Regions from separate parts of the Sus scrofa genome. Here all the other regions are linked to region 3. A link is a contact called in public HiChIP or PLAC-seq and promoter capture Hi-C data. All regions are on one chromosome and are shown on one strand. Each heading gives the region's core, a stretch centred on a gene start, on an enhancer-like site or on the middle of the called end of the contact. The rest is flanking DNA. Distances are from core to core; before and after follow the strand shown.

Region 1 (5,508 bases), core at 425-2,924, 220 kb before region 3:
AAAACTATGCAGTTATGGTATAAACATATTTTTTGCTTTGTTAATAACAGAATATTTAAAAACCAAAATCAAGATTTTTTTTTAAGGGCCACACCCATGGTATAATGTCACACTACCTTATATTATCCTCTGAATTAAAAATTAAGCTTTACTTGGTAGATATGGTAAGGCATTTTAGTGAATTCTTTTCCTTTGAAACTTGGTGATCTATAATGGGAAAATTCTAGAAATTGCAAATACCAGTGTCTAAGGGGATTTAGTAGCAACTGTGGCAGATACACACCCCATGTGAAAAAGGGAGACAGCTGCTACCACATCCCAAGCCATCACTGCTTGTGGAATGAGGGCCTAAGTCAGAGTTTTATGCAGACTGTCAACTTTTAGAATATTCGTGTTGGCAAACAGGGTAAGTCATGAGTTAAACTATGTGCATGTAAAGGAAAAATAAATAAATAAATAAAATCACAATTTTTTCACAGAATGAGACAAAACCAAGCACTTAAAACATTAAAATTGACCGAGATAACTGGGAACTTACAGGTTTCATTAAGTTGGTCATTAATTGAATTCTGTAGGTTTCATTAAGATAATCAGACATATCTCAAATTATTAAACTAAATTCCCACCCCCCCAAATTTGATTTATAATCAGAACTGCTAAATAATCTTCTCCTGATCCAACCCACCCACTGGTTAACTTTTTTTCCCAAGAGCATTTCCTCTTTTAGAATCCTAAGTACCTACTTACTGATCATTATTCTCACCTAGTACATTACTGATATTTATACTGAGATTAGAATAGCAAAAAAGGGGAAGAAAACAGAAAATTCAGTAACACACAATAACGTAGAATAGAAATCCTTAAGCACCTTCCAAGTCAAAAAAAAAAAAAAAAAAAAAAAAAGTTTAAGTATTGTGCAAGATACAGTCTTACCCCAGGATGTTTTACTGCGCTCTAATTCTGTGAAATTCTTAGATGGTATCCATAATTCTGAATATTCAATTATCCAGCATATACAGTTTCTTATCTACCCAGGATAGAAAGGAATTTTGCTGTATTCAAAATATCACTTTCTACCTAAAAATATTCAAATTTTGTGTGATGCTAAAGCTCTATAAAAATCAAATATCAAATAATACACTTAAGCTAGATTTTTGGTCAGCTACACAAAGCCAAGGTCTTCTAGCAACACCATGGTATAGACAGAAAATTAACAGGCTCTATAAATCAGAAGCTCTGCGACAATGCTTTACATTGCTATGAAAGAATATTAGACAAGAAGAGATATTTAATATGCCATAGAAATGCTGTACTTTAGAACCCAGACATAGGGACAAACACAGTGTATTCAACAAATGACTGATTGTTTCTTTCAAAAGCCATAACTATGTTTAAACCCAAAATATAATTACAATGCAATAAAATAAAACTAAGTAGTAATCTCTAACTAGATCAATGCTGGATTTTTAATTAAAAACAAGAACATAATTTTCAGTACTTACAGGTCCCATAATTGTGGCTTGCCAATGAAACACTAGAAAAAGAAAACACTCGTTATTATCTATAAATGCACAAACTTTTTTGAAACTAGCCACAAAAATCATTTGAAAATTACTTACTATCATCCCCAACTGGACCTGCAGAACATTGTGCTGGAGGGTCACGGGCCAAATCACTAAGTTCCTACACCAAGATAGAAAATGCTGGGTCATGTAACCATAACAGAAAACACTAGCCGAGTTGAGAGTCATTCTTTAAGGGACATATAATCACAATTTACAGTAACAATACATTCTATTAGGAAAGAAAACATAAGTAGCCTACCCCATCCACTTCCTGGGACATACTAAGTATAGCAATTTACGAACATACACTGGGGCTAGGTGGTCATAAAAGCATACACATCAATATGAATTTTTATCACAGGCATACCTTGCTTTATTGTCCTTCACCGACACTGCATGGGGGAGTAGTTTTTATTTATATCTAACAAATTGAGGGTTTGTGGCAACCCTGCTAGACGCTCGTCTATTGATGCCATTTTTCCAACAGCATTTGCTCACTTTGTCTATTTTAATAATTCCTACAGTATTTCAAACCCTCCACCAGCAAAAAATTTAAGCTTGCTGAAGGTTCAGATTAGCCTTTTTTAAGCAATATAGTATTTTTAAAGTATGCAAATTTTTTAGACATGTTATTGCACATCTAATAGATTACAGTATAGTGTAAAATAACTTTTATATGCATTGGGAAACAAAGTGACTACTTGCTCTATGTGGTGGTCTGGAACCAAACTCTCAGTATATTCAAGGTATGCCTGTACATAAACAAAAGCTATTCTCTTACAAAATGGAAAGTTGTAATCAGATACTTTTTAGCTTAAGAATTTTGGGCAGTTCTCAACATTCATGTTACTGCTGAATTTTTGAAACTATCCCAGAGGCCCTTGTTTCTACTGTTTTAAATACTCTTTCTAAACCACACTACCCCATTTTCCACTTAAAAAATCTCTCATTGGGTTAGTTAAGTACTCGTCTTGGTTTGATCTCCTTATTCCCTCAACTCAGTCTTGTCTTTTACTCAGTGTTAAATAAAACTCTGGAAAAATCTACCTCTTTAGGTAGAAAAAAGTTTGCTCTTAGCAGAACATGCCGTTTTCCTCAATTCCATTTGACCTTTGACCATTTCCAACAAGTATGTATTTAGCCTTTCCATAACCTGTGCATAACCCATATGGATAATACAGTAAGAAAACTAAAGTTTCTTCTTACTCAATACAACTCTATCTATAGATACTGATACAGAAACTTTGACAATACAGTGATTCATAGACCCTTAATAGTGGACTTACTAAGAAAAAGGCAGAGAGTACACATTGCAGGAAGGTAACTAGAGCAAATATTTGCTTTTACAACATAGTCAACAAAATGGACTTCAAAAAAATAGCCAATTGTTCAGAAATGATCAGTCTAGACTCTCTGCACAAAGAAAATAAAAAATAAGAAATAAAAAAATCCAGCGTTCCTGCTGTGGTATGGTGGGCTAATTAAGAAGCCAATTGTAGTGGCTCGGGTACCATCTCCAGTCTGGCACAGTACGTTAAAGGATCCCACACTGCCACAGCTGCAGCCAGTCCCTGGCCTGGGAAACTTCCATATGCCATGGGTGCAGCCATAAAATTAAAAATAAAAACCAATACAGAAGAATTGTCCTTGGGGTAATAATTTTGTAATATACACATACCAAATAATTATGTTGTACATCTATTACACCATATATCAGTTGTATCTCAAAAATAAAACTGGGACAAAACACTGCCTTTGCCAATTTGCTTCTGAAACTCAAACTTCAACTGCTTATATGGTTACCAAGGTAGCCAAAGATACCAGGATTCAGTCTTAATTAAGTTGATGGAAATCAGATCAGACTTTTATGGCTGTCTATGTAAATATACCCTCATATGTTCAACATGTATCATTCCAAACACTTTGGATTCTGATCAGTAGGAATCTTAAAAAAAAAAAAAAAAAAAAAACAAAAACCCATAGAAGTATTTCAGAACTGAATCAGTTTTTTTGAGTTGAAAGAAAAAAAAAAGAAATGCAAGTTCCCTCTGTGGCAAAGTGAGTTAAGAATCTGAATGCAGCAGCTGGGGTTCAATCCCCTGCCTGGTGCAGTGAGTTAAAAGGATCCATCTTTGCCATAGGCATAGGTCACAGCTGCAGCTGAGATTCAATCCCTGGCCTGGGGACTTCCATATGCCACAGGTTTGGCCATTATAAAAAAAAAAGAAAAAGAAATACACTGGCACCTCAAACTAATCACTATCCACATGACCTTTTCGTAAAGCACTTATTTACATTCCATGATCAGCCACTTTATAATAGCAAGCTACTTTTAACACCTTCTCAACGTGTATGTACTTTATTGTAGATAAAAATCAAGCAGTCTCTGATGTTAAGTTTTTCCACGTTCAAAGACCATATAAATTTTTGTTCTGTTGTTTAATTGGCCCACCAAAAAAAGATAAACCAGAAGCTAACACACACAGTCTAATTTCCTCTTAAGGAACATAAGAGTCCAAGAAAGGTTATTTTAAGGTTAAAAACTTACCTGTTCCAAACCACCCTCCCCAGCTTTCCTACAAAACAATGAAGATCTGACTTTTCAAGATGGCTATTAAAACCCAACCACAAACTAACACATGCAATTCAAACACTCAAATATGGCATCATGAAATAATTAAGGACACTGAATAGGCACCTCCCTCAATTTAATCAGGTTGGAGTCTCATTTTTAATCCAACTTGGACCTACTATTTCCTAGGCTTCTTTCCTCTCCTCTAAAATAGGAAATCCTATTTTTTACAGAAGTTTTGAAAGGATGAATGAGACAAAATACGCAGGCACACTACCTGGCCTACAATCTATTAGGTACTCAAAGCGAGCAGACTACCCATCTTGAATGCAAGATTTCCTGGATAAGCACTCCTACCATTTGTTTATTAAACAAAAGCAAAACAGCTTTAGAAACAAGCTACATATTTTAGCCTTAGCTCATTTAAATCTTTTGCCTGTGTGATGAAATTTTATGCTTAGTTGTCTATAACATGTTCATTTAAGCAAATGAAAGCCCACACTATATTATACATTAATAACACAAGGTCAGCAACTCATGGAGTATTTATGATGAGGTTTTCAAGAAACCATGTTACTAGGTTGAGTCATATGAAATTACTAACACTTGGCCATTTTTGAACTATAGAAACTGCAATTTCATGTGGTTCTACCTAAAAATGCCTAATACACACCTGAGTTCTAGTATTACTAAAATGAATTTCTTACACTGATCTATCCCAAACTGTGTACTTAAACACACTGTTCTAAATGTGATAATCTGGTAGAACGGCTTAAAAATACCTAGCAGTTATTATTATTATTCTGGCCACAGTATGTAGCAGCTTGACGTGGGATCTCAGTTCCCAGACCAGGGATTGAACCCTGGCCGCAGTGGTAAAAGAGTGCCAAATCCTAACCACTAGACCACTAGGGAACTCCTGCTTGATCAGTTATTTTAAAATAAAAAGCAATTTAATGATGGTTAGTCAGAACAACTTCTTAACAAATAAAAGTTCAGGTATTCATAAAGATCTACAATGCATCAACATCTTAGTTGAAAGTTGCACGTTTTGAGTAAAATCTAAGAAAATACTTTTTAATGAGTTTTCCTGCACACTGGTATCTATGAATCACTAAGCCATCATATGCTGACACTTTTAACTCCTTTAGAGTAAATGCCTAATTTCAGTTACCACTGAATTTCAGCTCTTCACACTCATAGTTCAGGTTTTTAGTCCTTTCATATAATTTCCTAATGCCTTATTTTCCAAGTTTTCCATGACTAACCCATCTCTGAAGTAACACTAAAAGATCTAAATAACTTACATACCAAAACTTACTTTAAAGTCAACATCAAAAAACGGCCTAAAAGTGGAGTTCCTGTTGTGGC
Region 2 (6,103 bases), core at 2,984-5,483, 250 kb before region 3:
CCTGCGTCCTCATGGATGCTAGTCAGATTCGTTCCCGCTGAGCCATGAAAGGAACTGCCTTACTCATTTCTTTTTTTTACTGATTTTTTTTCTTTTTTTTTTTTTTTTTTTTTTTTGTCTTTTTGCCATTTCTTGGGCTGCTCCCGTGGCATATGGAGGTTCCCAGGCTAGGGGTCCAATTGGAGCTGTAGCCACCAGCCTATGCCAGGGCCACAGCAATGCAGGATCCGAGCTGAGTCTGCAACCCACACCACTGAGCAAGGCCAGAGATCGAACCCACAACCTCATGGTTCCTAGTTGGATTCGTTAACCACTGCGCCACGAGGGAACTCCTTTTTTTTTTTTTTTTTTTTTTTTTTTACTGAATTTTTTTTTTTTCTCATTTCTTTTTAATTCCTGTTGCCTGTTTCACCGCATGGTATAATACTAGGCTGAATGAATGCATGAATCTTTAGCAGGGAGCCCAAAAGGCTCTCCAGGCACCTAAGGTTTAGATTCTATACAGCAACCAGTTACCCATGAAACACTCAAGGCTGGCCACAGAGCCTCTGAGTTAATATGAATTCTATTTAACCAACTGCTCAGACCAAATAATCCTAAAAGTTTTCCTTAAATCCTCTTTCTCTCACAGCACACACTCGATCCATTAACAAATTCAACTGTACAAATCCCGTTAGTTCTCCATTTCAAATGTGTTCTCAACCTCTCTCACAATGTCACTGTTGCCACCTTGGTCCTGCCACCCTGGTCCAAGTCAGAAATCATCTCTTGCCTGCCAAGATTCCCTACTTGGTCTCGATGCTGCTACTCTGATGCACTGTAGTCTTCACGTGACAGCTAGTATGACCCTCTGAAAAGATACAGCTAATCATGTAACTCCAAGCTCAAAACCCATCATTGCCAAATAAAATCCAAAGTGTTTTGGAGTTCCTGCTGTGGCTCAATGGGATCGATGGCATCTTGGGAGCACTCTGGGATGCAGGTTCGATGCCCGGCCTGACTCCGAGGATAAAGAATCCAGTTAGGTCAAGACTGTGGCTCAGATCTGATCCCTGCTCTGGGAATTCCATATGCTGCAGGGCGACCAAAAAAAAAAAAAAAAATCCAAAGTGTTTCCCTGTGGCCTAAAAACCATGATTGATTTGCCCTAGATGCCTACTTTGAAGTCATCACCAGTCCACAGCCACAGATCACAGGCCACCACCACACTGTCCTGCGCACTATTCCTGGAATTCTAGCTCAAGCCTCTCCCTTACCCTTCCCTCCCCACTGCTTTCTCTTTTTCTTTTTTCTAGAAATGCACTTCTCCTTAAAACTGAACTTACCAAAAGATCTTTATGTAACTGGCTATCTTTGCCCAGCTTTTTAAAAGCAGAATCTTTCCCAAACAGCCTTCACTCTCTCTTGCTTTAACTTGCTTTATTCTTCTTCTGTCACCATGTTGTCTATTAATGTGTTTACTGTCTATTTCTTCCACTAGAATGTCTACGGGGACAAAGACTTTATTTTCTTCACCACTTGATTCCAAGCACCGAGAATAAGACCCACCACATTGGAGGTACTGACTAAATATTTATGAGATAATTAGGTGAATGAATACCTAAATGAATGGCTTTGGCAAGATAGGTTTCAAGTTCTCATGTAAACACGGTATCTGGGCCAGTGTCTGCTCTAAACTGTTGAATTTCCTGAGGTCAACACCAAAAGGAGATGTTATAATAAAGCAGGTAGAATAATAACATCAAATTACTCAATAACGATATGGATGATTATCGTCAAGAGGCCTAGAGTTTCCCAGTCCTCAAAAGCCTCCTCTCTCTCATCCCACTACCTTTTAAGGCTTTTATCTACCTTACTGAAACCGAAACTGTTCCTAGAATTTTGTAACAGATTTAATAGACATTGTAAATTATTCCCATGAGGAAAAGTCAGTTATTTCATACTAGTAACACCTCATTCACTAATTAACTAGTAATCAAAACATTATTTCTTTTGTTTCTTTCTTTTGTTTCTTTCTTTCTTTCTTTCTTTCTTTCTTTCCTTCTTTCTTTCTTTCCTTCTTTCTTTCTCTATCTTTCTATCTTTCTTTCTTTCCTTCTTGGCCATACTCACAGCATAAGGAAGTACCTGGGGCCAGAGATGGAATCCCAGCTGCAGCTGAGACCTACACCACAGCTGCAGCAATGCCAGATCCTTAACACCCTGCACCCAGCCAGGGATCAAACCCACACTACCAGAGAGACAATTCGGGATCCTTAACCTGCTGTGCTACAGTGAGATCTCCCCAACCATGTTTCTTGATATGCAGCCCTATAGCATGAGACAATAATCTGATTTGCTACAGCCACTAATGATTTCCCACTGCTTTAATTCACTCAGGAAAATGAGGGAAGGAGAGACCATGTAAAATAAACACATGCATTTTCAAAGTATGTGTAAGTGAAGTCTTACTAAGGTCTATGTCATCAGTAATTTGTTAATTAAAACCAGTTCAAGTACTTCAGTTTAATAATCACTCAAAAAAAAAAAACTGGGCCATGGGCAGTGTAATTGACATTTGCTTCCTTTCTGACATACATTCCTGGAAAAAAAAAAAAAAAAACTAATGGTACCAGATCAGAAATTTTGTATAACCCTGACTGACTGTCATGGTGTCATTTAAGTAAACCTTGAATTATATTCTTGACAGTCAACAGCAGTGCTTCAAAAACACAGGATTATTCAAACCACCAAGGTTAAGTGTAGTACAGTACAGAAGGTTTCAGAGTCAAACCAGGCTGGCTTAGAATTCCATTTCTGCCACTTAGAACTTTTCTGGGCTCCATAACGCCACATCATCCATAAAATGCAGCTAAGACCTACTCCACAGAGCTGTTATAAGGATTGGGATGATGCATGCAAAATTACTTATCAAGCACACTTTGTCCAGGCAAAGCCGTAACAGATGCGCAACAGATTTAAAAAAAAAAAAGTGCAACATCTGGAACCAAAAAACAGTGGAAGGTGGCAGTCTGTTTGCAAACCTCTGCCCACAGGCAGCCAAACAGGAAAACAACCTCAACAAGAAGAACATAAACTGAAGAATGTTGGGACACACACATCATACCACATGCCCTGAGAGGAAACAGCATCTTTCTCCACATCTCAACCAGCCTTAAAAATTACTTAGCCTTGGGAGTTCCCGTTGGGGTGCAGCGGAAACGAATCCGACTAGGAACCATGAGGTTGCGGGTTCGATCCCTGGCCTTGCTGTTAGATGTGGTGTGGGTCGCAGACGCTGCTCGGATCCTGCGTCGCTGTGGCTGTGGTGTAGGCCTGCAGTTGTGGCTCCGATTGGACCCCTGGCCTGGGAACCTCCACGTGCCGCGGGTGAGGCCCTAACAAGCTAAATAAATAAATTACTTAGCCTTTACTTTAGCACTGACGACCCTAACCTTACACTTGTAGGTCTCATTTTTCCTCAACCTACGTGCCACTGCGTCAATTCCAAATCTGTCTCCCTGGCGTCTAACAGCAAAAGTGAAAAACTGAGACGTTGCTGAATATAGTCCCCTGCAGTGTTCAGGTAGTTGAAACAATAATCCCCCGCCTTAGGCTTTGTCGGTATAGCCTTTCTATCCGCCCTTCAGCAGATAACTATGGCAATAACACCCTGGTTAGAGCTGTTTACCCGGGCTAAACCTCCGCTTTCCTGAGTTACTGCTGTACAGACAGGTTAGTTTCTAATCAGCCCGGACCCCAGCTGTGCTCTTCAACTGTAGATACACTTGCCTCTTCGGCGTTTCCCCCTGCAAACCACACGATGCAAACGGGAAGTTAGTGCCAAACCGAGGAGAAGAGTCCCGTACTCAGGACTGCCAGGCCATTTCTGGGCCCTTCTCAGCACTAAGGGGGACGCGAGCGCAGGCTCCCAACCAGGCGACGCAGATAGTACCTGGATGAGCCTCCGCTGAAACAGGGCGCTATGCACGCAACCGGGAACCTTCCCGGGCAGCTCCAGGGAGCCGTTCCCGCTGCGGATCCTCCAGCTTCCCCGCAAACTGAGGGTGAGCGCTGCGGCAGCGGGGCCCGCACTGCACAGTGCCAGCAGCAGGAGCAGGCGGAGGCACATGCCAGTGGCTGGCACCGCAGACACCCGCAGGGCAAGAACCCCCGCGCGGTCGAGGGCTGCGGAAGCCACGGTGCCTTCAGAAGGGCCCAGCTTCGAGGTCTCCCCGCCCTCGGCCCCGGCCACGCCCCCGGCTCTCGGCCCCGCCTCCAGGTCAGCTGAGCTGTGGGGACCGAAGCTGCTCCCCTGGATCCTCTGGCTAGTGGAGGATGCGGAAATCGCGCAGACTGGCGAGGCCGAGCATCGCGGGGGCCAGAGCCGCTGCCATCGTGCGCAGCTCCGGACTCGGACCGCTGCAGTCTGCGCCCTCAACACTGATTCCACCTGCTCTGGGGTCTGAATGGGAAGCGAGAACCGTACACGGTAATTGAGACACACAAATCTCAGGGCGCAAAGTGGCACACAGCTTTGGGGAGCTCAGAGACAGTGGTGTGCAGAGACTACAGGTAGAGAGGCTCCTCACTGCTTCAGAGGACCCAAAACCAAGACACTCCACCACTTTTCTCTCAAATTTCCCCAGACTCCCATCTGTGCTGCAGGGATCTGCCTGGCAAAGGTAACGCCCAAATCAAATCCTTCAGCTCCACGGGTTGGTCTCAGAGCAGAGGCTGTCCTTCAAAGAGTAAACGACTAGAGTTCTCTTGTGGCGCAGCGGTAAAGGATCCGGCATTGTCATTGCAGCAGCTTGGGCCGCTGCTTGGGTCACTGCTGTGGCCTGGGTTCGATCCCTGGCCCGGGAGCATACACATGCCGCAGGCTTGGCCAAACAAAAACAAAGTGTAAACAATTACTGGAGTTCCCTGGTGGCCTAGTGGTTAAGGGTCCAATGTTGTCATTCTTGCGACCTGATGTTACAGGTTTGATCCCTGGCCCGGGAACTAGCTTCTACATGCCAAAGGTGTAGCAGGAAAAAAAAGTAAGCAATTATTAAAAGTACCTAATTTGCACGGTTTTGGTGAAGGCTGAGAAAATTCATGTATAGCATGCAACATAGGGCCCAGCCCAGAGAAAGCACAGCATGCTTGCCTCATGTTAGTGGACTACAACCTCCTGATTTATAAAGCTCCATAGAAGAGGTTCCTGAGGTTCCAGAAACCTGTACTTAATGCACAGGCAAATTTAAAATCCCACTCTGGCGATATGGGATCCTTGGCCTCCTGGGAGCGCTGGGTCGCAGGTTCCATTTCTGGCCAAGCAGGCACAGGAGACGGTGTTGCCACAGCTGTGGCTTAGGTTGAAACTACGGCTGGGATCTGATACCTGGCCGGGGAACTCCATATGCCCCAGGCCAGCCAAAAATAGGTGGAAGAAAAAAAAATCCTCTGCCAATCACTAACTGTGGGACTTAGGCAAGCCACAAAATCTCTTACACCTCCATTCCCTGAACTCAAAAATAGAGACAGTACTCTTTTTTCTTTTTGTTATAAGCATAAAATTAATTAACACACTTGGGTGTTTCCTAATAATGCCAAGGTACCCAAGAAACACCACACATTTTTTTCAAGTCTCCTAGTGGCACTTGAGTGCCATTTTTGCCTTAAGATGTAACTGTGATTTGGGAAGTTAAGAGGGAATTTCATACTGCATAAAATAGACCTATTTCTTTGTTGATGTTATTTGCCTTATTTCCATGTTTGAATGGAAATCTGTGGAGTAGCTCTCATCTCAACAAATCCAAGCCTTGCTTTGCCTTGTAAATGCCTGAAATTGCCTGAATCTGTAGACACAGGACAATATTTTACCTTCACGGAGTCAGCATTTTTCACAAGCCTAGCATGTTGGTTCTAAATTTAGATTATCCAGCCCAAGCCTCCGGCTTTACACCTGAGGGGTCAGGTGACTTGACTGTCATACAGTAGCAGACAGTACCCAAACTCTCCTTGCCTGGCTCTTAGTCTCCTTGCAGCAGAGCCCACTGATATTAAGGGGGAAAGACTCTGGCTATCTCAGAGGCTTCCTCACTCTATAAGCATTTATTTATGCATTTATTTATTT
Region 3 (5,679 bases), core at 720-3,219:
TTCAAGAACACATTGACGCTGTAACCCTGAGAAGCTGGGCTCTGGAAGCTGTCTGGACCGGGAATTCAGAATGTGCTCGTGCCCTCCCTCAACTACTCCTCACAAGCTAGGAAGCTGGTAATTCAACACGGCACGCTGAGTCTGGCTGCTGGACATCCCAGCCAATATCCACAACACTGTAGACTGGACACTGATATCTTGTGTACCTTCTCTGCCAACAGAAAACAGCTGAAAATAGCAAGGAGTGTACTGAAGAGCACGGCTAATGGACGCTGGTAAAGAGACACTTGCCTCACCTCTGCCTTTGAAATCACAGGCAAGTCATCTACTTGCTGGACCCTACCTACACAGCCAGAACTCTGGAAGAGCGTCTGGGAAATATTCTTTGCTTTCCGGTTTCTCCTACACCAGAAGGCACAGGTAGGCAGGAGTGTGAAGTGCCAAACTTCCATATCCAGCTCAGCAACTCTCAGTGTTGACCCCGACTCAGGCCTACGTCACTGACGTTTCCCCCCTTATTCTATCATGCCTTCTATGGACATTCTAAAAAGGCAAAAATCTAGTCAGTAAGATTGTAACTCTAAAGGTTTTAATATGCTAGAAAATATACAAATCAGCCACTCTGCTCACATCATTAGCATAGGGTAAATCACACTACCTCGTTACTTGTTAGGTATATTCTGACCCATTGAATTTTGAGCTCCTGAATGGCAGAAAGTGCATTAAATTCCTATTTGCATCTCCTGTTCCCATGCCTGCTTGGCCCAGAGGAGATGCACAGGTATTTGCAAAATTAAAAACTTTCATTCTTGACTTAGAAGCAGTAAACCAGAACTTCATGAGATACTGTACAGCAGCAGTAAAATCTGGTGGAGGCCGCATGACAGAGGAGTGGGGAAAGGGGGTTTTAGTCTCTCAGAGAAAACAGAGGTAGACCTGGCTAAGGAAGCTACCTGCTCTGTCTCTAGCCATTGGTGTCCTGGATTTCTTGATGGGAGGCTAAAGTCAATGATGCCTTCCTGCTATGAATCTTTTAGGGCAACAAAACATACCGGGATTCTATGGTGAGGTAACAAGGATGTGATAACAAGCTGATGCCTGGTAAGTCACATAAAGCCTCAGACGCAGTGTGCGCTTAAGAGCAGGAGGTTATTTATATTCCCCAATCAGTAGGATCTGATTAGTCGTAGCACATCAGGGGTGCTAACCCTAGGCCACAGTAGCAACAACTTCTAGTGGATTTGAGAACTAAAACAAAAACAAATAATAAGAACCTACTCCAGTAACTACCTACAGTAGACAGACACACAGCCAGCCAGCCAGCCAGCCAGCCACCCCTTTGCGCACAACCAGAAGGCGCTGGGCGCTCGGCTCCCGGTTTCTGGCCCACAAGGCCTACATGTTGCCGCCGCGGGTGCGGGTTTAATTTACCCCCCAGTGCTCTCGGGGGTGAGGGGGTACTCACCTCGCGCTCCGGGGCCCAGGCACCCGGGTCGGCCCCAAGGGTGAGCAAAGTGGCTCACAAGTCCTCTGGGGAGCCGGGTCGAACCTTGCGCGCTAGGTTTCCGGGTCGCGCATCGCCCCAGGCAGCGCCGGAGGCTGCAATTATTGCAAATACCGGGGCGCCGGTTGCCCGCAGCCCCGCCTTCTTCGCTCGGCGTAGGCGGTCCGGTGACGGAGACCCGCCGGGTGGTCCCTGCAGGGAGCCCGGGCGGGTCGGGGCCCAGCAGTAACTGGCCCCACGCGCTTTCCGCAGGTTTGGGGCTGCAGGGCGCGGACTCAGGCTCTGCGTGGGGCTAGGGGACCCGGAGGACAGCTGGCTCACTTCTCGGGACCTACGGGCGGCGCCGCCAGCCCCCGGGGACCGGACGAGCGCGCCTCCCTGGGAAGCTACGAGGATGGTGGCCCAGCGCGCGCCGACCCTGGCGTCGTCTCGCCCGGCGAGGACGAGCTCCTGGGCGAGGACGCGCAGCGCTGGCTCTTGAGCATCCAGGAGTGCGGCCCGGGCAGCGAATTGCTGGCTTTGTCGTCCCCCTCTACATTCTGAGTTTTAACCCCCGTCTTTAGAAGTGTCTTCTCCAGTGGGGCGGGAAGACGAGATTCTCTCTACTAGTGAACGACTAAGTGGGATAAAAGACTTGTTTGTCCTTCTCCCTTTTTTTTTTTTTAATTTTTTTTTTTTTTTGTCTTTTTTAGGGCTCCTCCCGCGGCATATGGAGCTTCCCAGGCTAGGGGTCCAATCGGAGCTGTGGCCTCAGCCTACACCACAGCCACAGCCACAGCCACACGGGTCTGCAACCTACACCACAGCTCAGGGCAACACGGATCCTTAACCCACTGAGCAAGGCCAGGGATCGAACCTGTCACCTCATGGTTCCTAGTCGGACCACTGAGCCACGATGGGAACTCCCTTTTATCGCTTCTTTAGCACTTGCCCTTCTTGCTGTATGGGTTTAGGTTTTCACCTGTTCATCAGCAGTTTGATTCTTTTGCATTTCGTTCTCCTTTCCATTACCTTGTCTTCCGTTCCTTTATAATCCTTCCTCCCCCCTTTAACTAAATGTGTGTATATGCGCGTGCGCCCTTTCGGGGGTAATTTTCATTTCCTTTAAGAAATAAAAATTGTCTTACCTGTTTTTCACCCTTTAACCAAGTGCCAATTTTAATCACCGTTTTTCAGGCAAGACGGACAATGTCACATAAATGTTTCCACTAGACAAAACCCACTCCTTCTCTCTCAGGTCCTCCTTTAGGAGAGAATGGATGAACTTCTTCAGAGCGCCTAAAATGATTATTTTTCTAAACAGAACACTTCCTCTCCTAAAGCTTGTAGAAGTTTCTAGTGACATCCAGCTTCCTCTTCCCGCAGGAATGAACTGTATTTTTCCTTATCTTTCAGTCATATGATCTTCATGATACATCACCCGATTTGATTAACACAACTTTGGAGAACAAGGAACTTTTGGCTAGCTTTACTTTGCTTTTATCATTTATAATGTTTTATAGTTTAGAGTTCTCTCTGAAAGAACTAACTCTGAGGAAACATTTGCTATTGTTAGAATCCATTTTGCAGTATCCATCACATGCTTATTTAGAATTCATTTTTTCATCGTTCACATATGCATGTAAGTACTTCATAAAATACTTAAAAGCTTCAGTGTTGTATTACTTCACTTGATAAGAAGTTATAGCATGTTGATTGATACATCAAAAGAAACCCAATCATTTGGCCCAGTTCCCTAATTTCACAAAGCAAAAAACTAAAATCCAAGACAAAGTGGATGATGTGGAGTCTAGGTAAAAAACCAAACTATAGGTGATCCAGTAGTGGAATATCTGGTCCAGAACCCTAAAGCAAATCATAATCAATGAACTCTTTAGGAATGCTAGTCAAAATGTCCTTTGCTTTCAGTTTTGACTCGTCTTCATCAAATGCATGTTCTTCCTCATACATAAAATGTTAGCCTTTCACTGTCCATTTCAAAATCTTCCTTGTTAATATTAAATACAGTTTGAAAACAAAAGATTGAGGAACTGCTCATTTATTATCTATATGTGCATTAAGTCACTTGGTCTTTTGAGGTAACAACAAAGAAAAAGCAAACATAAAACCCTAAAACAAAAAGAAAAACCTTCTCCCTAGTAATCTGTTATAGATAATTTTCTGATTCTGAGTCTAGAATTATCATCTATGAATTTAAAGTTTTTATTGAAACTCTTGTTTCTTGTTATATAATTCATTTCTGTTTACTTATCCAGAGATTATTTCTAAATTTCATGTTCTCTTGCCTGTTATCTTGGAATTTGATGAAGAAATCTATACTTAGTCTGTAAAGTATCTCTCAAACTGACAATACTGCAGTTTAGTTAACTATGTTTATTATGCCCATGTCAAATATTGCTTATTTTAATACAGATTTTTTAGACTAACAAAATAGTACTTGGTTATAAGTGATGACATACATTAAGTATAAACATCTGATGATTATATTTCTTTTATATAACAGATCAACAATAGTTCTGAATCTAAATTCCTTTTAATGTAAGTTATTGAAACCAAGCACCTTCCTGCCTTGGGTGTTCATTTTTTAAAAAAGTTATTATTATTCGAATGTCTTTTTTAGGGCTGCACCAAAAGCATATGGAAGTTCCCAAGCTAGGGGTCCAATCTCAGCTTCAGCCACCAGCCTATACCACAGCCACAGCAATGTCAGATCTGAGCTGCATCCTTGACCTACATGGCAACACTGGATTCTTAACCCATTGAGCGAGGCCAGGGATTAAATCTGAATTGTCATGGATACTAGTTGAGTTCTTGACCCCCTGAGCCATAATGGGAACTCCTATTTTTATTATTATTATTATTTTTTTTTATGACCACACCCATGACATATGGAAGTTTCTGGGCCAGGGATTGAATCCAAACCACAGCTGTGACCTATGCTGCAGCAAGGTTACATCCTTAACCCACTGGGCCAGGCTGAAGACTGAACCCACACTGTCACAGAGACAATGTGGGATCCTTAACCTGCTGCACAGTGGGAACTCCTGGTGTTCATTTATAGTGGTGTAAAATTTAAAAATTAGTATCCACATACATACCAATGCAAAATTGTACAAAAATATTTGAGTATTGGAAACTAGCTGGAATGTAATATACCGCACAAATGAACCTTCCCACAGAAAAGAAACTCATGGAGTTGGAGAACAGACTTGTGGTTGCTGAGGGGGAGGAGGAGGGAGTGGGATGCACTGAGAGTCTGGGGTTAAAAGATGCAAACTATTGCATTTAGAGTGGATAAGCAATGAGATCCTGCTGTATAGCACAGGGAACTATATCTAGGTACTTATGATGGAACATGATGGAGGATAATGTGAGAAAAAGAATGTATATATATATATATACATATATATGTGTGTGTGTGTGTGTGTGTGTGTGCGACTGGGTCACTTTGCTGTACAGTAGAAAACTGATAGAACACTGTAAACAAACTACAATGGAAAAAATAAAAATCACTAAAAAAAGAATACTTTAAAAAATTCCTTTTTTCTTCATATTCACATCTTAATTGTATATGCTTACAAATTGAAATTTATTTTTAAAATATTCTTTTTGCAGTAAGTTCATTATCCCACCTAGATTGTAGATACAATGATTTCCGAAGAGATTAGAAAGAGAGTAATATATTTAAAGAATCAGAATTCTCTGAGCAACGACATCCTCAAAAAGGTCTTGTTTTCATTAATATGCCATTGATAGCAGAGAGGATGGGTGACTGTTCTTCATAACCGGTTCACTGTGGACAGGAAGTGACTGCCTTCCCAGGCAAGGAGATCCTGAAATCACAAGCTCCAGCCTCCATCAATGACAACAGGATTACCTGTTACGTAGGCAGACTGCAGTGATAAACACAAAAAGAAAGAACGATTAACCAGATGTGTGTTCCTTCAGTCTTCCTGACTGAGATAGCTCATCAATTTATTTTCATAGTACCAGGAAAATGCACTTAACAAAGAGAAATCAGGAAAATATAATTAGATTTCCGATGAGTTAAAAGTGCTGATTTTTCTCGGGATCTGGTGCTAACTGGTCTCTGGCTAGTGGCTGAACACATGTCACATTCTGAGGGTGTTTAGACTCAGAATCAGAAAATTAAGAAATCTTATGATATATTGCCG
Region 4 (5,807 bases), core at 1,220-3,719, 170 kb before region 3:
AATAATCACTAATAAAGCCAGATACTGTTGGACACTACATCAGAAAGTGGTCAGATAAGTCCGTGTCAGTTCTATAGAACAATTGTTCCTTTAGTTCACTTCTAGTTTAGGAACCATGTTTCCTTTAGCCTCTCTGTTTCATGTGCAGCCCAAAAAAAAAAAAAAAAAAAAAAAAAAAAAAAAAAAAAAAAAAAAAAAAAAAAAAAAAAAACCTTGTATGAATGCCAAAAAGGCAGGGGTTGTAGAAATGAAATGCAAATTAAAAATACGAATGAAGCATAATTTAAATTTTTAAATAAAGGGAATCTAAGAAAATATTCCTTATAATGCACAATAAGAATTTAACGGCCAGGGTTAGGAACTATATCCCTTTATATGCATGTAACGCATTAGAAATAACTAATGCATGGTGTTCCTCTGTGGCTCAGTGGGTTAAGGACCTGGCGTTGCCACTGCTGCACCTTGGGTCACTGCTGTTGGTGTGGGTTTGATCCCTGGCCCAGGAACATCCACATGCCAAGGGAGTGGCCAAAAAAAAAAAAAAAAGGTGGGGGAGATGGAATATACATTTTAAAATTTTAAGCCCCTCCAAAAAAGTGTTTCATCCTTATAGACTTCCACTCACTACATTTCTTCTACTTGGAAATGGCAAGCCAGCTGTCCACTGCTCAAGGGAAGCCAATCACAGAAAAACTACATAGAGTATAATTCTTTTTATATGATGTTCAAGAACACGCAAAGCAAGACAGAACAGTGGCGGCGGTGATAGTTAGTAGGTACATAAAGAAGTTCTATGGGGTGTTTGATATATTCCGTATATTTGGATTTGGGTGTTGATCACATCGAATTGTACAGCATCTTACTATGTTATATCTCTTAATTGAGGTATACATTTTTTATTCCTTTAAAGAAAAACTTCTTAGAGGACTTAAGAATCTCACTTAACACAGCTTGTTTTGTTCTTGTCAAGACAACAAAGACTCTAGTTAAGAAACAAACTTTTAGTGACCCCCAAGCTTTTCTTACACCTTATGGCCCCTTGACCAACACATGCCTGACTCAGCCATCTCCCCAACAAAACAGGCTCAAAGACTAGGATGTCTGAGATCATTTTCAGGATAAACCCATCAAACCAAAAGTAAGCTCCCAAGAGGAAACTGAAAATAAATCCTAATGTAAACGCCAACCTTTAAATCATTACTTTGTATACCATCTTCTACACTGCTCTAGCTCATGAACATGAACTTGTATCTAAACACCTTCATAGAAATTTTCATTGTCATTTTACTGTGACAGTTTGGATCGAAGTAAAATGATAGAAAATCAGTTTATCTAGGTTTAAACTAACTCTCTTACTGATAATTTTTTTTTAGTGAAGGACGACCACAAATATTAAACAGTCCAAGGAATGAAAAGTTGCTTTAAAAATAATTTCTTCACTTTCACACTTTAGGATGAAAATACTAATGGAAAAATGAAAAATAAAACCTGTATAATCACAACTGGCTGTTACATTAAATCATACAAGATGAAATATTGCACATTGCACAGTTTGTTATTGTATGTTGTTAGTCAAGTGGGGCTGAGCACTGTAAAGTGGCAGTGTATTGAGATACACAACATGCAATCAGCAAGTGCGTTACTTTGGATATTTTACTTCAACAAAAACAAGAAACAAAGGCATGTCAAGGAAGGTGCTTCAAGAGACTGAAGCTGTCTCCTTTCACCCTTTAATTATTTTTTTCAGGTGCTAATAAAAATAAATAAAAATTGAACATCTCCACCGACACTTGCGATTGTAGCAGAAGCCTTGCAACATAAAATGAAGGGAACCATCAACCTTTAATACCCTTTTACACTTTCGTAGTTTTAGCCAACCTAAACAAGAACTGATCTGCAGAAGGAGCTGAAATTATCCAAAGAAAGACTCTCACGGGTCTCGACTGAGAGTGGCAAGGAGCCTCAGAGCAGCGTTGCACTAAACAAACAAGGGGCAGAGCTGGAAGCAGTTCCTAGTTTAGGTAAAGTAATTTTAACTTCTTTCTTAAAGCCCGGCCTGAAGGAATGACAGAGCGAAATAAGGCACCGCGAGTGTAGAGGGGAAAGATGCGCTTAGGTGAATACAATCCTGGGGTCGCGGCTGGGAAGAGGCCGAGATGAGAGGAGTCGAAGTAAAAAAAGATGCCAGGAGAAACTCACTTTTGAAAGGCACCATCCAGTTACAAAGCACTCTCACGTGCTTTATCTCATCGGACACAATATCCTTTCTGCGGGCCTCCAGCGTCCGCAGATGTTAAAGGCCCACTGTGAGGGCCCTCTGCAAAACCGAGACTCCAAGGCCGGCCTCGCTACCCGTCAGTTCCCGCGGCCGCCCGTGCCCCCGCGGCACCCGCCGGGCGCGCACGTCACTCGCCCACTGCCAATCGGCACTCGGCAGGTCACCTCGGCTTGCGGGCCCGGAGCCCCGCCCCAGCAGGGTCCAGGCCGCGAGCGCCGGCGGGCCGCTTCCGCTCTCGGCGCAGGCGCGGCAGGTCGGCCCGAGCGCGGCTGGGGTCGGGGAAAGAGAGGACGCCGCGGGTCAGGATGGTGCTGGAGTGCGTGGCCCGGATCGTGAAGGTGCAGCTCCCCGCGTATCTTAAGCGGCTCCCAATCCCGGAGAGCATTACCGGGTTCGCCCGGCTCACAGGTAATGCCAGCCTTCAGCCAGTCCCCATCCTTGCAAGTTTCCAAGGCGGAGGGTGGGGGCGGGAATCTAAAAATCTACGGGCTGAGGGGCGGGGCGGAGCTTGGCGGCGGGCGCGTGACCCAGTGATCCCGCGCTCCGAGGGAGGTGGGCGCGCGCAGATACAGCTGCCTGGGATCTTGCGTGAGGCCACTTCTCGGTACCTGGCGACATCGGGTGCTAATCCTGGTGGCAGTCTCCTTTGTCTTCTGTGGTGAGAGCCGGCTATTTGCAGAGAAGGTGCTGAGTTGGGAACAGTCCCATCTCTTTCATCTCTCTCGTTCCCTGCTTGTTTATTTTAGAACACGATGAGTCTTCGTTATCCAAGGCGCTGTGTGCCAGGCCGTCCCAGCTCTCATCTGTGGGTTTTACCCACAGCGTGGGGGTGTGAGTGGGAGGGAGAGAAACGTAGACAGACGTGTAATAGGTATTTGGAAGTTTTATTTAGTAACCAAGTTAAAAAAGAAACTCCTTTCCCGTAGGGGAGCGTTAACCTACCTTGGGGGCATTTGAAGTCAACTCTACTGCTATGGGCCTGGAGGCAGTTTAGGTAACTGGAGTTGGAGGAAAGATATCTTGGCTAGTATGATGGACCAGAAATAAAGGTTTTGTTGGCTTCTGAGCACTACAGCTTAAGCGGGGTATTTGTAAACCAGTCTCAGGGACCGACTAGGTTGACGAGGGGACAAAACGTATTGATAAAGCAAACACTGTCCTATCAGGGAATGTAAGCATGAATTAAGACAGTTTTGAGGTAAATAGGGTTGCTTATCGTGGAGCAGTCTGGAGACCTATGATACCTGACTTAAAATATAGTATTTGGGTTTTTTTGTTTTTTTGGCTTTTCAGGATTGCACCAGCGGCATATGGAGGTTCCCAGGCTCGGGGTCCAGTCGTAGCTGTAGCTGCTGGCCTATGCCACAGCCACGCGGGATCCAAGCTGTGTCTGCAACCTCCACCATTAGCGAGGCCAGGGATCGAACCCACCACCTCATGGTTTCTAGTTGGATTCGTTTCTGCTGCACCAGGACGGGAACTCCAAAATATAGTATTTGGAACGCTGATGGAAGAAAAATAAAATTTATTCTGTGCATTCCAAAAGACAGAACTAGAGTCAAATTATTGAAAGTTATTTGAAGAGGGATTTCAGATCCAATACAAGGGATCATTAATTTTTTTAAATTAGAGAATACTTTACCCAAACATAGGTACTTTGAGAGCTATGCCCTCTCAGAGGTTTAAAAAAATAAAGGCAGTGTCTGGTGGTGGGTAGGTTTAGGGGTAAACTAGATGACTCTTCCAAATCTAGAGAATCTTTGAATTATGGTTAGAGACATTTACTCTGTTGACAAATGGATTTTGAGATTTTAACACTTTTACATATTAAGTTTAGTAGAAAGCATGATTTTGAATAAAAAGTGTGGTAACAATAATAAACATTATAAAGAAACATCTAAACATAGGAAGCAACATAAAAGTAACATAAAATGAAAAAACTATTTCAAATCAATTGATTGTAACACCAAAGTCTTCTTTTGATTCTACTAGTTTATTCTGATTGTGGCAATTATGTAAAATTTTTTACCCTATCATTTCTTTTACTGAAGTACTTTATGTATTTTAATGTATTCCTCATCTTGTTCTAACAACTGTATATATACTCTTATTTTAGATTAACCTCATAGTAGGCCTAGCCATTCTCCTGCAGTTGGAAATTTGGAATGTTTTTGTGTATATATTTTATTCATATTGTTTAGTGGTAAGTTGCTCCATACCAATTGTTATTTTTTCTCCTTTGAATTACACCTTTGAATGTATTCGCTAAAGGGTAATACTGAGTCAAAAGGATACAGGATAATTGTGTGACATTTGTTCCCAGTTGCCAACTTAATAATTTGCATAAATTTACTCCTGAGTTTTTAACTGTCAAGAAGAAAAAAGTCCCCTTACTCCCACCCCAATCCAGTTTAACCTGAATTATGTATTTTGATTCTGGTTGTGGCTGGTTTTATATTAGTTTCAGTTTTTTGTACAGTGTAGTTGAAGCAGATTGGAAGTATGATTTAGTGACTAGAAGATATTTGGACCTTTTTTTTCCCTTCAAAGATTCCTTCTGTCAACAAATATTTAATTCTATTAAAGGCATTAAGGAAACTCAACCTAAACCTTTGTCTCTTGAATCAATAATTTATAGTAGCTTCCTCTTTAAAGTGTTAAATATTTAATGTGAAGATGATTCTCAGAAATAATGACATTTTGATATCTAAATAGTACATATATTGGTCCCATTGCAATGTGTATACAATTTAGTTCACATTGTAAATTGCCTTTTTATTTAGGAAACATTAACATTTGTAATAACTACTTTATGGAAAAAAGAAGAGTCTCTTTTGGACAATGATGTAAAAACAGTGCAGGATCTATTTTGGAGCAGCGCTATGGAGGAAAAACTTCAGTGACCAATTTCCATTCCCAAGTCTCCCTTTCTGATTAGACGGTAACAGCTCATGACATTTGCCTGTCTTGAATGAGCCACTTATAGAATCCATCTTAGACTTTTATTGAAACAAAAAACTGGAACATAATTTTTCAACATAATTGTTTAAACTGTCTATCAGACAAAAAGTTATTTTCATTTTCTGTGATAATTAGAGCAAAAAACCATTACAGTTTACATTATTGTTGCCTGTTTTTCCTTCCTTACTTAGATCCAGCGGGGTTTTTTTTTTTTTTTTTTTAAGCAATTGACTCTCTCATGATGACTGTGCATTATCCGTCAACACTTGGAGATCCTTAATTACCGTATCTATTAGAAACAACTTATCTATCTTTGTTTAGGTCGTATTTTTAAGAGTGAGGCTTTTAAGGTAAATTAATTTAATTTAGTATAAATTAGATTAGTTAATATAGTATATTCAAATACTTTGACCTTTAAAAAAGCTTTCCCTCCCATATAAACTTTTAAAATAGAATAAAAAAAATTTCCCCTTGAAAAGTCAGAAAACAGTTTACTTCTAGATTTAAAAGCTAGCTATGAAACTTTGCATAGTTTTTCCCTGCTTGCACTAGTTAGCTTCTTTGAAAC

Evidence for each region. Promoter capture Hi-C pulls out the DNA fragments that hold promoters and counts their contacts. HiChIP or PLAC-seq counts read pairs in DNA pulled down with a chosen protein or histone mark.
Region 1: a contact with region 3 is called in a promoter capture Hi-C map of fetal liver, with 2.9 times the contacts expected there. The contact joins the promoter of UBE2D3 here to the promoter of SLC9B2 in region 3. A contact is called at or near these places in 1 of 5 promoter capture datasets (fetal liver), 2 of 47 Hi-C or Micro-C datasets (fibroblasts and skeletal muscle) and 2 of 2 datasets of contacts at active chromatin or transcription factors (alveolar macrophages and skeletal muscle).
Region 2: a promoter capture Hi-C map of liver shows a contact between it and region 3, with 4 times the contacts expected there. The contact joins the promoter of MANBA here to the promoter of SLC9B2 in region 3. A contact is called at or near these places in 2 of 5 promoter capture datasets (fetal liver and liver), 3 of 47 Hi-C or Micro-C datasets (heart right ventricle, liver and skeletal muscle) and 2 of 2 datasets of contacts at active chromatin or transcription factors (alveolar macrophages and skeletal muscle).
Region 4: an H3K27ac HiChIP or PLAC-seq map of skeletal muscle shows a contact between it and region 3. The contact joins the promoter of CISD2 here to the promoter of SLC9B2 in region 3. A contact is called at or near these places in 1 of 5 promoter capture datasets (fetal liver), 1 of 47 Hi-C or Micro-C datasets (heart right ventricle) and 2 of 2 datasets of contacts at active chromatin or transcription factors (alveolar macrophages and skeletal muscle).

What each region holds. Positions count from the first base shown.
Region 1 is chr8:118,214,390-118,219,897 of Sscrofa11.1, reverse strand. UBE2D3 (ubiquitin-conjugating enzyme E2D 2) reads right to left here and starts at 1,674. Exons shown (of 6, transcript NM_001078673.1): 1 at 1,620-1,674; 2 at 1,503-1,534. The coding sequence starts at 1,674.
Region 2 is chr8:118,249,252-118,255,354 of Sscrofa11.1, reverse strand. It overlaps MANBA (beta-mannosidase), which reads right to left and starts at 4,233. Exons shown (of 18, transcript XM_003129294.6): 1 at 3,935-4,233. The coding sequence starts at 4,111.
Region 3 is chr8:117,993,067-117,998,745 of Sscrofa11.1, reverse strand. It overlaps SLC9B2 (mitochondrial sodium/hydrogen exchanger 9B2), which reads right to left and starts at 1,969. Exons shown (of 11, transcript XM_021100729.1): 1 at 1,466-1,969. BDH2 (3-hydroxybutyrate dehydrogenase type 2) reads right to left here. Exons shown (of 10, transcript XM_003129285.5): 10 at 3,527-5,397. The coding sequence ends at 5,344.
Region 4 is chr8:118,161,357-118,167,163 of Sscrofa11.1, reverse strand. It overlaps CISD2 (CDGSH iron-sulfur domain-containing protein 2), which reads left to right and starts at 2,469. Exons shown (of 3, transcript XM_013989389.2): 1 at 2,469-2,686. The coding sequence starts at 2,584. LOC106504757 (a long non-coding RNA gene) reads right to left here and starts at 2,370. Exons shown (of 2, transcript XR_002346468.1): 1 at 2,200-2,370.